Linked DNA regions of Sus scrofa: region 2 is linked to region 1. The links are chromatin contacts, called in public Hi-C maps. All regions are on one chromosome and are shown on one strand. The core of a region is the stretch at or near the end of the contact, and the rest is flanking DNA. Distances in the headings are between cores, read along the strand shown.

Evidence for each region. A called contact is a pair of places that touch in the nucleus more often than the background predicts.
Region 2: a contact with region 1 is called in a Hi-C map of liver, with 4 times the contacts expected there. The contact joins the promoter of CCDC65 here to the promoter of DDX23 in region 1. A contact is called at or near these places in 2 of 5 promoter capture datasets (fetal skeletal muscle and liver), 24 of 47 Hi-C or Micro-C datasets (alveolar macrophages, blood, brain and 12 more) and 2 of 2 datasets of contacts at active chromatin or transcription factors (alveolar macrophages and skeletal muscle).

Annotation. Positions count from the first base shown.
Region 1 is chr5:14,907,526-14,911,457 of Sscrofa11.1, forward strand. It overlaps DDX23 (probable ATP-dependent RNA helicase DDX23), which reads right to left and starts at 2,216. Exons shown (of 17, transcript XM_021091587.1): 1 at 2,079-2,216.
Region 2 is chr5:14,947,916-14,951,847 of Sscrofa11.1, forward strand. It overlaps CCDC65 (coiled-coil domain-containing protein 65), which reads left to right and starts at 1,949. Exons shown (of 8, transcript XM_021091591.1): 1 at 1,949-2,924; 2 at 3,673-3,840. The coding sequence starts at 2,793.

The sequences.
Region 1 (3,932 bases), core at 966-3,465:
TTCAAGATAAGTTCAGGGAGGTAGGCAGGAGTCAGATCCTGGAAGTGTGTTCTGGGCCAGAATAAGGGAACTTGGATTTTAATCTTACTGCAGTGGGAAACTTAGAAAGTTGTCAAACAGGAGGTGGTATGAACTTATTTTTCATTTTGATTACTTTGAATACTTTCACCACTACTTTGGTGCCTTACGAGAAAATATACAGTAGAGAGGCATGCGAAGACACAGAACAACTGAGAATGTTATTATAGTAGCACAGACAGGAGATGACAGCAGCTTGTTCTAGAAAAGTGGCAATGGAAATGAAAAGAAGGAGACTGCTTCAGGGCATATTTTGAAGGCAGAGCTGACAGGACTTACTGATGAAGCGAGGACACAAAAAGAGAGCTCCTAAATATGTGGTTTGACTAACATAAGTGGTTTGCGGTGCCATTAGTGACCAGAGCAGACTGGGGGGAAAAAAAAGATTTAGGAAGAAGTCAAAAGTTTCATTTTGACCATGTTGACTGTAAGATGTCAGTAAGAAAACCAAGTGGAGATTCCAGGAAAGCAGGTGAAAATGCAGTTCTGGAACTCAGGAGGCAGTGTGGAGACAATGATTTGAGTTATCAATACATAGATGGCGTTTAAAACCATTGGACGCTAAATAACATGACCTAAGTAAGCATTCTAGTTATAGAAGAGGACCCAGAATCAAGCTCTGGAACACTACATTTAGAGGCCAGGCACAGGAGGAGCCAGAGGAAAAAAACTGTTAAGAAACAACAACTAATAGGAGTTTCCGTCGTGGCGCAGTGGTTAACGAATCCGACTAGGAACCATGAGGTTGCGGGTTTGATTCCTGGCCTTGCCCAGTGGGTTAAGGATCCAGCGCTGCCGTGAGCTGTGGTGTAGGTCACAGATGTGGCTCGGATCCCGTGTTGCTGTGGCTGTGGTGTAGGTGGGCAGCTACAGCTCCGATTAGATCCCTAGCCTGGGAACCTCCATATGCTGCAGGAGCAGCCCTAGAAAAGGCAAAAAGACAAAAAAAAATAAGAATTAAAATTTAAAAAAACAGAAACAACAACTAATGAGAAAAAGAAAAATTAGTAAAGTATGGCGTCACAGAAGCCAAAAGTGTGTTTCAGTGAGGGAGTGGTTATCTGCATCAAGTGGAGAAAGACTAAGAGATGAAGGAGTGACCCTTACATTTAGAAAAGCAGAGATGGTTGGTGACCTTTGACAAGAGCTGTTTCGGTGGCATGGAGGGAGTAGAAGCCTGAGTGGAGTGAGTTTAGAAGAGTTAGAAGTGAGAATAAGAAGACAAGAAACGCAGGCAAGTTTTATTACAGGTACCGCTAACCTCCAGATCTTTGAGTTCCTCTACTCTTGCAGGGCAGGGGCAGAGTCTTTTTTTTCCCAGTCAATGAAGTGTGTACTTACCAAACATCCACTATATGCCAGGCACCGTGCTAGGCACTGTGTGAGTTACGAAAGGAAATCAGGAAGATCCTGTCCACGAGAAGCTTACAGAACAACAGAAGGTATGAGCCACATACCAAGATGAAGGCTCAGATGAATTATTACAGGAGTTCAAAGAAGTTTCCTTTCATTTGTAAGTGGGAAATTTGGAAAGATCTCTAGAGGAAGTGGCTCGAGCATTTAAATATAGGTAGAATTTGAAGATGTGTAATTGAAGGTGCCGGAAAGAAGCCCTTCCCGGCAAAAGAAATAACACAGGAGGCGCAGAGGCGGGAAAGCATGACTGGTTCTGGGAGAAAAGCCAGAGTTCCAATTTGGTTGGAGCAAGGGCTACTCGAAACATGAAGGAATAAGGTCGGGCTGGGGGTACCACAGGGTTGTGCCCACCGGCAAAGGTCCGGGCGTAACCACGTCCAGGAAGCTGCCCTGTGCCCCCAGGAACCAACACTCCCCCTGGGGCCCGCGCCCCTCCGCTCCCCCTCGGCAGAGCTTTCCAACCTCATGCCCCTTCCCTGAGGCGTTCTTCCCCGCCTCGCCCCGGAGGCAGGGGCCACTGCCGTGCCCTCACCCTCGCCCTCTGTGCAAGCTCGTGGGAATCGCTTCCACCGCCCGAGACTTACCACTCTTCAGTTCGAACCGCCCAACGCGGCCTCAACGTCGCCGAACAGCCGCCATCTTTCCCGTTTCCTGGTCGCCAGGCTGCTCGCCCGGCCGCGCGGCAAGCTGGGAAGACGAGTTCCTGGTGCTGGGGTGCGCCGGCTGACAACGAGGCCAGAGAACTACCAATCCCAGAGTGCACGGCGCGAGAGCCGGCCCTGGACCACCGGGGCCTCTGGGCAATGTGGTTCTCGAAACACTTGAGTCTGCGGGAGGAAGGGAGGAAGAGTTTTTCCTGGGTCGGCTCTCCTCAGAAAATTGTTCTCTCCGTGGGCGCAGTCCTATTAGAATAGGCTGGCTTTCCTAGCAGCTGCCTTTAAGGATTATCATGGCTTGTGGCTTACAACGGAGGAACTTAAGGCCTTCCTTAGATATCAATAGCACGTAATTGTAGTAGCAACTATAGTAACAACATCAAATACTTTACTGTTTGTGGGAAAGCATTTTTACCAAAAATCTGTGAGATAGGTGACTACCCCCATTTTACAGGTAGACAAACCAAAAGTTAAGTTACAGGAGCAGGCTACTATTTCCAGGGAGGGAGGGACAGTTCATTGTGGAAGACTGTCCCAGGTGTAGGAGGACATTTTAGTGATCCTAGCCCCGTGGTAACGCCCTAGTTATTATGACAACTCAAAGTGAGCCCACACAGGGGTTACAAAGACCGCCTGGAAGGATGGTAGCTCTGGGACTGTGGCACCTGGTTTTCTCAACATTGCAGATAGGACCTGCCTTCCTCACTTTCTTGCTCTTTGGAATCTGGCCAGTTTTTGATCCTTAACCCACTGAGAGAGGCCAGGGATCCAACCCACATCCTCACAGACACTTTGGTTTTTAACCTGCCGCGCCACAATGGGAACTCCCGTAATTTTTCTTCTTTCTTCTTCCTCCTTCCCTATCTTCAGCCCTCCAATGAGGTGTTTTGAGGTTTTTTTGTTTTGTTTTTACCCCAAATTGTACTTTCACTTTGTTTCTCTGTAATCTTATGCTTCATAGTTCAGCCCCTTCTCCCCGCCAACAAAAACAAAAATCTTTCCAACTTCTAGAAAAGTTTAGATAGACACCAGGAAGTAACTAATGCTGCCTCCTTCCTTCCTTTTTCCCCTCATTAGCTTTTTGGTTTCAATCCCACATGGCTCTAGGTCTTTTTTTGTGTATTTTTGTTATTGTTCTTTGTCTGTTTGTTTTGATTTTGGCCGCACTCAGGGCATGTGGAAGTTCCCAGGCCAGGGGTGGAACTAGCACCACAGCTGCAACCTGAGTCATAGCTGCAGTAACGCAGGATCTTCAATCTTCTCTGCCACAGGGGAACTTCTCACATCTAGTTTTTCTCTCCGAATATGTGTTCAGTTCTACTGAAGCAAAGCTTTGGGGTAGGCCCAAGTAATCCTCACACACAAGGTCCCAAAGTAATCCTGGGAGAGGCACGCTTCTGCTCTTAGAGCTCTGTAGCCTTAGAGCTGCTCACTTGCACCCCAGAGAGACAACTGAGGGAAAAGGTGTCTGAGATCTGCTAGGTGTAATTCACCCAGTGAACACTGGAGGGCTCTCCACCTACAGAATGGAACTAACAATCAGACCAAAGGTGTAGACTGGAATCTTTAAGCACTGCAGCTCCTAGTTACTGAGACTCTCTTAAGTGCCCACCTCTGTGTTGGACGCATAACTTACGTTATTCATTTTACTTCTTCTCATAAACAGTATGAGATGGGCTTTACCTCCCTTTTACCGATAAGCAGATTGTGACCCAGAAAGATTAATTACGCCTTCCAAAACCACATCGTTTAACAGAGCCAGAAGTTCCCTTGTGGTGCAGC
Region 2 (3,932 bases), core at 699-3,198, 40 kb after region 1:
CAGGCCCTTAGGAATCTGGAGCAAAGTCCTGCCACCCTCCCCAGATAACTACTCCTCTTTTGAGAAACAGCTCTTGGTCTGCTACTATGTCTTAGTAGAGGCTGAAAGCTGAACCGTGGGACACGAAATGACTATGTGACCTGAGCTGCCCATGGTGAACTGGGTGTTATCAGACTCACCAAGCCATGAAATTGGGCATTCAGAGCTACACTCCATCATCAAATGAGAGAGGAGATGAGGCTGATGGGCCTGAAGACACAAGTAATAAGTTACACGGGAGTTCCCGTCGTGGCGCAGTGGTTAACGAATCCGACTAGGAACCATGAGGTTGCGGGTTCGATCCCTGCCCTTGCTCAGCGGGTTAACGATCCGGCGTTGCCGTGAGCTGTGGTGTAGGTTGCAGACGCGGCTCGGATCCCGCGTTGCTGTGGCTCTGGCGTAGGCCGGTGGCTACAGCTCCAATTGGACCCCTAGCCTGGGAACCTCCATATGCCGCGGGAGCGGCCCAAGAAATAGCAACAACAACAACAACAAAAAGACAAAAAAAAAAAAAAATAAGTTACACGAAGAAGTGGTCCAAATTCTCATAGCCTCCACCACCTTCTCTCTTCCAGCCTGCACCCAAAGCCTCAGAGGCGGAGGTCCTTGTCATCAGTTGTTGGAGGAAGAGGACTCAGGCCTGGTTTACAGATGATTCTGCACAAGGTGCAGGCACCACCCACAAGTGAACAGCTATAATACTATAGCTCCTTTTGGGGAATCTCTGAAGGACATCGTGAGGGGGATCCCCCCGGTGGGCAGAACTTCAAGTAGGGCACGTGGTTGTTCATTTCACTTGTAAGGAGAAATGGCCAGACATATGATTATATGTCAACTCATGGGCTATGGCCAATGGCTTGGCCGAATTGTCAGGGACTTGGAAGAAACATGATTGGAAAATTGGTGACACATTTGGGGAAGAGCTATGTGGACAGAACTCTCTGAATGGGCAAAAAGAAAGGGGAAGATATTTCTGTTCCATGTAAGTGCTCACAAAGAGTGACCTCAGCAGAGAAAGATTTTAATAATCAAGTGGATAAGATTGAAATAGGAGATAGAGAGGCCCCAGGCTGAGCAGCTGCAGCTGGCTTACAAGCAAGATGGTTGGCCAAAGATAACCCTGAAAACTGCCCCCATATAAGCAACCTAAGACTCCCCTGTTGCACACAACTCCCAGTTCACCCATGTGCTCTTCCACATGTAATTGTTGCTAATAAACTCCATCTCTATTTCACAAGCTTGGTCTCTTTGCTGAATTCCTTCTTTGCAAAAGACAAAGACCAGGGTTCTTCTTCCAGCTGATCCACCACCAGAATCAGGGTGACTGTTATGTGTGTTCACCAGTTGATCTTTTTTCCAGCCACTCTTGCCATTGCTCAATGGGCTTGTGAACAAAGCAGCCACTGTGGCAGGGACAGAGGTTATGCATGGACCTGGCTACATGGGCTTTAACTCACCAAGGCCAAGCTAGCTAAGGCTATCACAGAATGCCCAGTTTGGCAGCAGCAGCAACCAACACTGGGGCGCCTGCATGGTGTCATTCTCCTGGGTAAACAGGTTGATTATATTGGACCGCTTCCATCATGGAAGGGGCAGTGTTTTGCTCTTAGTGGAGTAAGATATTTATTCTGGATACACATTTTCCCTCTGCACGCAAGGCTTCTGCCCAAATTACCATCTGTGGATTTACAGAATGCCTCATCCACCACATATGGTATTCCGCATAGCATTGTTTCAGATCATGGAAGCCACTTCACCCTTTTCGAGTGTATAATTCAAAGATTTTTTGAAACAAATTCATCAGTTGTCCACCATCAATCAGTTTTAGAATATTTACACCAACCCAATATGATATCTTGTGTGCATTTAATATTAATCTCCCATCCCCCTACCCCCAAGCAATCAATTTGTAGTCTATTTCCTTCTTTATAGCTTTGTCTTTTCTGGATATTTCACATAAAGAGAACCATACAATATGTAGTCTCTTGTATCAGGCCTCTTCGAGCATGTTTTTGTGGTTTATCCACACTGTAGCATGCATGCATAGTCTGTTCCTTTTTATTGTTGAATAGTATTTCATATATAGAAAGAGCATATTTTGTCTGACATTCACTTGTTTTTGGACACTTAGGTTGTTTCCAGATGGACTCTTATGAGCCTTGTTGCTAATAACATTCCTGTGCAAGAACATTCCTGTGGATACACATTCACTTCTCTTAGATTGATATCTAAAACTGAAACTGCGGGATCACATGGTAAATTTATAACATTTTAAGGAACTGCCAAACTGTTTCCAAAGTGGCTGTACCATTTTACATTCCCATCACCAGCGTATGAACGGTCCTGTTTCTCATCTCTCTCCAAAACTTATTTTAAAATATGCCCATTATGTAAAAAATAATCCAAAATAGGTTTTAAAATAGGTTTTGAGAAAATGACCCTCTTTCTCAAAAACTGTGGTCCTCCAAAGGGCAGAGGGCGCTCCAAGCCAGGGCCTCTTCTCCTAGTTCTTATAGCGCCATCTTAGCGAGATCCCCGTTGCTAGGAGACGGAGATGCGTCTTTAGCCTTGGGAGCCCTGCCTTACTGCTCTCCCAGGCTCTCCCTTACCTGAGGACTGAGATTTAAGGTTCCATTACCCGCCAGGGGCATTTCCAGAAGGCTCCTTTCTGGGGACGTTTTCCTCCTACCCCCTCTAGTTCTGGCCAAGGCAGGCCGAGGATCCTCGCCCAGATCCAGTTCCTCACCCAAGCTATGTCTAAGAAGGGGAAAAAGGCCAAGATTCCCCTGTCGGATGAGGAGCAGCTGCTTCTGTTTCAGCAGAAGTTGCTTGCAGAGGAGGAGATGGCCAAGAAGAAAGAGAGGCTCCTGAACCAGTTCTTGAAGGTGATGGATTTCTGCATTACTCTCTGCCCAGCCCACCCCCTACAACCGCCCCCCCGCGCCCCTCTTCCCACCCCCCCCCCCCCGGCCCTGTCGCCTTGACCCTGTCATTATGGCAGCCTAATTTTCATGCTGGCCTACCCCTCTCTGGAAACCTTAAGACACAGATATACTTAGATCCCAGGCATTATTGTTTGGGGGAAGAGGCAGTTCTCTGTGAAGCATGGCCGGGGGAGGGGGGGGCAAGGCAATAGATTTGACAGTCACAACTGAGCCCCAGAACTGGGACAGTAGGTGCTATCAGTTGTCCGGGCTGTCAGAAATTCTGATATTCTCCCTGGAGATGGGTCATCGCAAACAACATCCTGCTCTGATAGCCAGAAGGAAATATCATTGGGCTGTTCCTGCCTTAATTCAGACCCTCCCCAAACAAGAACAGGAGCTCCTGAACGTTAGCCACCAAGGGTTCCGGTCAATCAGAAAACACAAAAGGTAAGATGTCAGTTGACAAAGCAAGTGTGATCTTTTTTTTTTTTTTTTTTCTTCTTGGCTGTGCCTGTAGCATAGGGAAGTTCCCAGGCCAGGGATTGAACTTATGCCACAGCAGCAACCCAGGCTGCTGCACTGACACCAGATCCTTAACCTGCTGTGAGGGGAGAGAAGTCCAAATGTGATCCTTTTTGTTGTACTGTATCAGGGGTTTCAGTCCTGATCTCTTGGGGTGGGGGTGTGTATTTATTTCTTCACACAGGACAAGCTGGCCAAGGAGGAGCACAACAGTGCTATGAACCTTAATAAGATTAATACTCAATGGAGAACAGTCCTTCGGGAAGTCAAGACCAGGGAGCTTCATAAGGACATTGAGATCCTCAGCCAAACCTTTGAACGAGTGGTGGACTGCAAGGACAGTGTCATCAAGGCAAGCTCTCTTCCCAAACACTTGAATATGGCTGGCTTGATCTCTCCTTTTAATAGAATGGGCCTATTATTAACTGACCTTAAAGCCTGCAC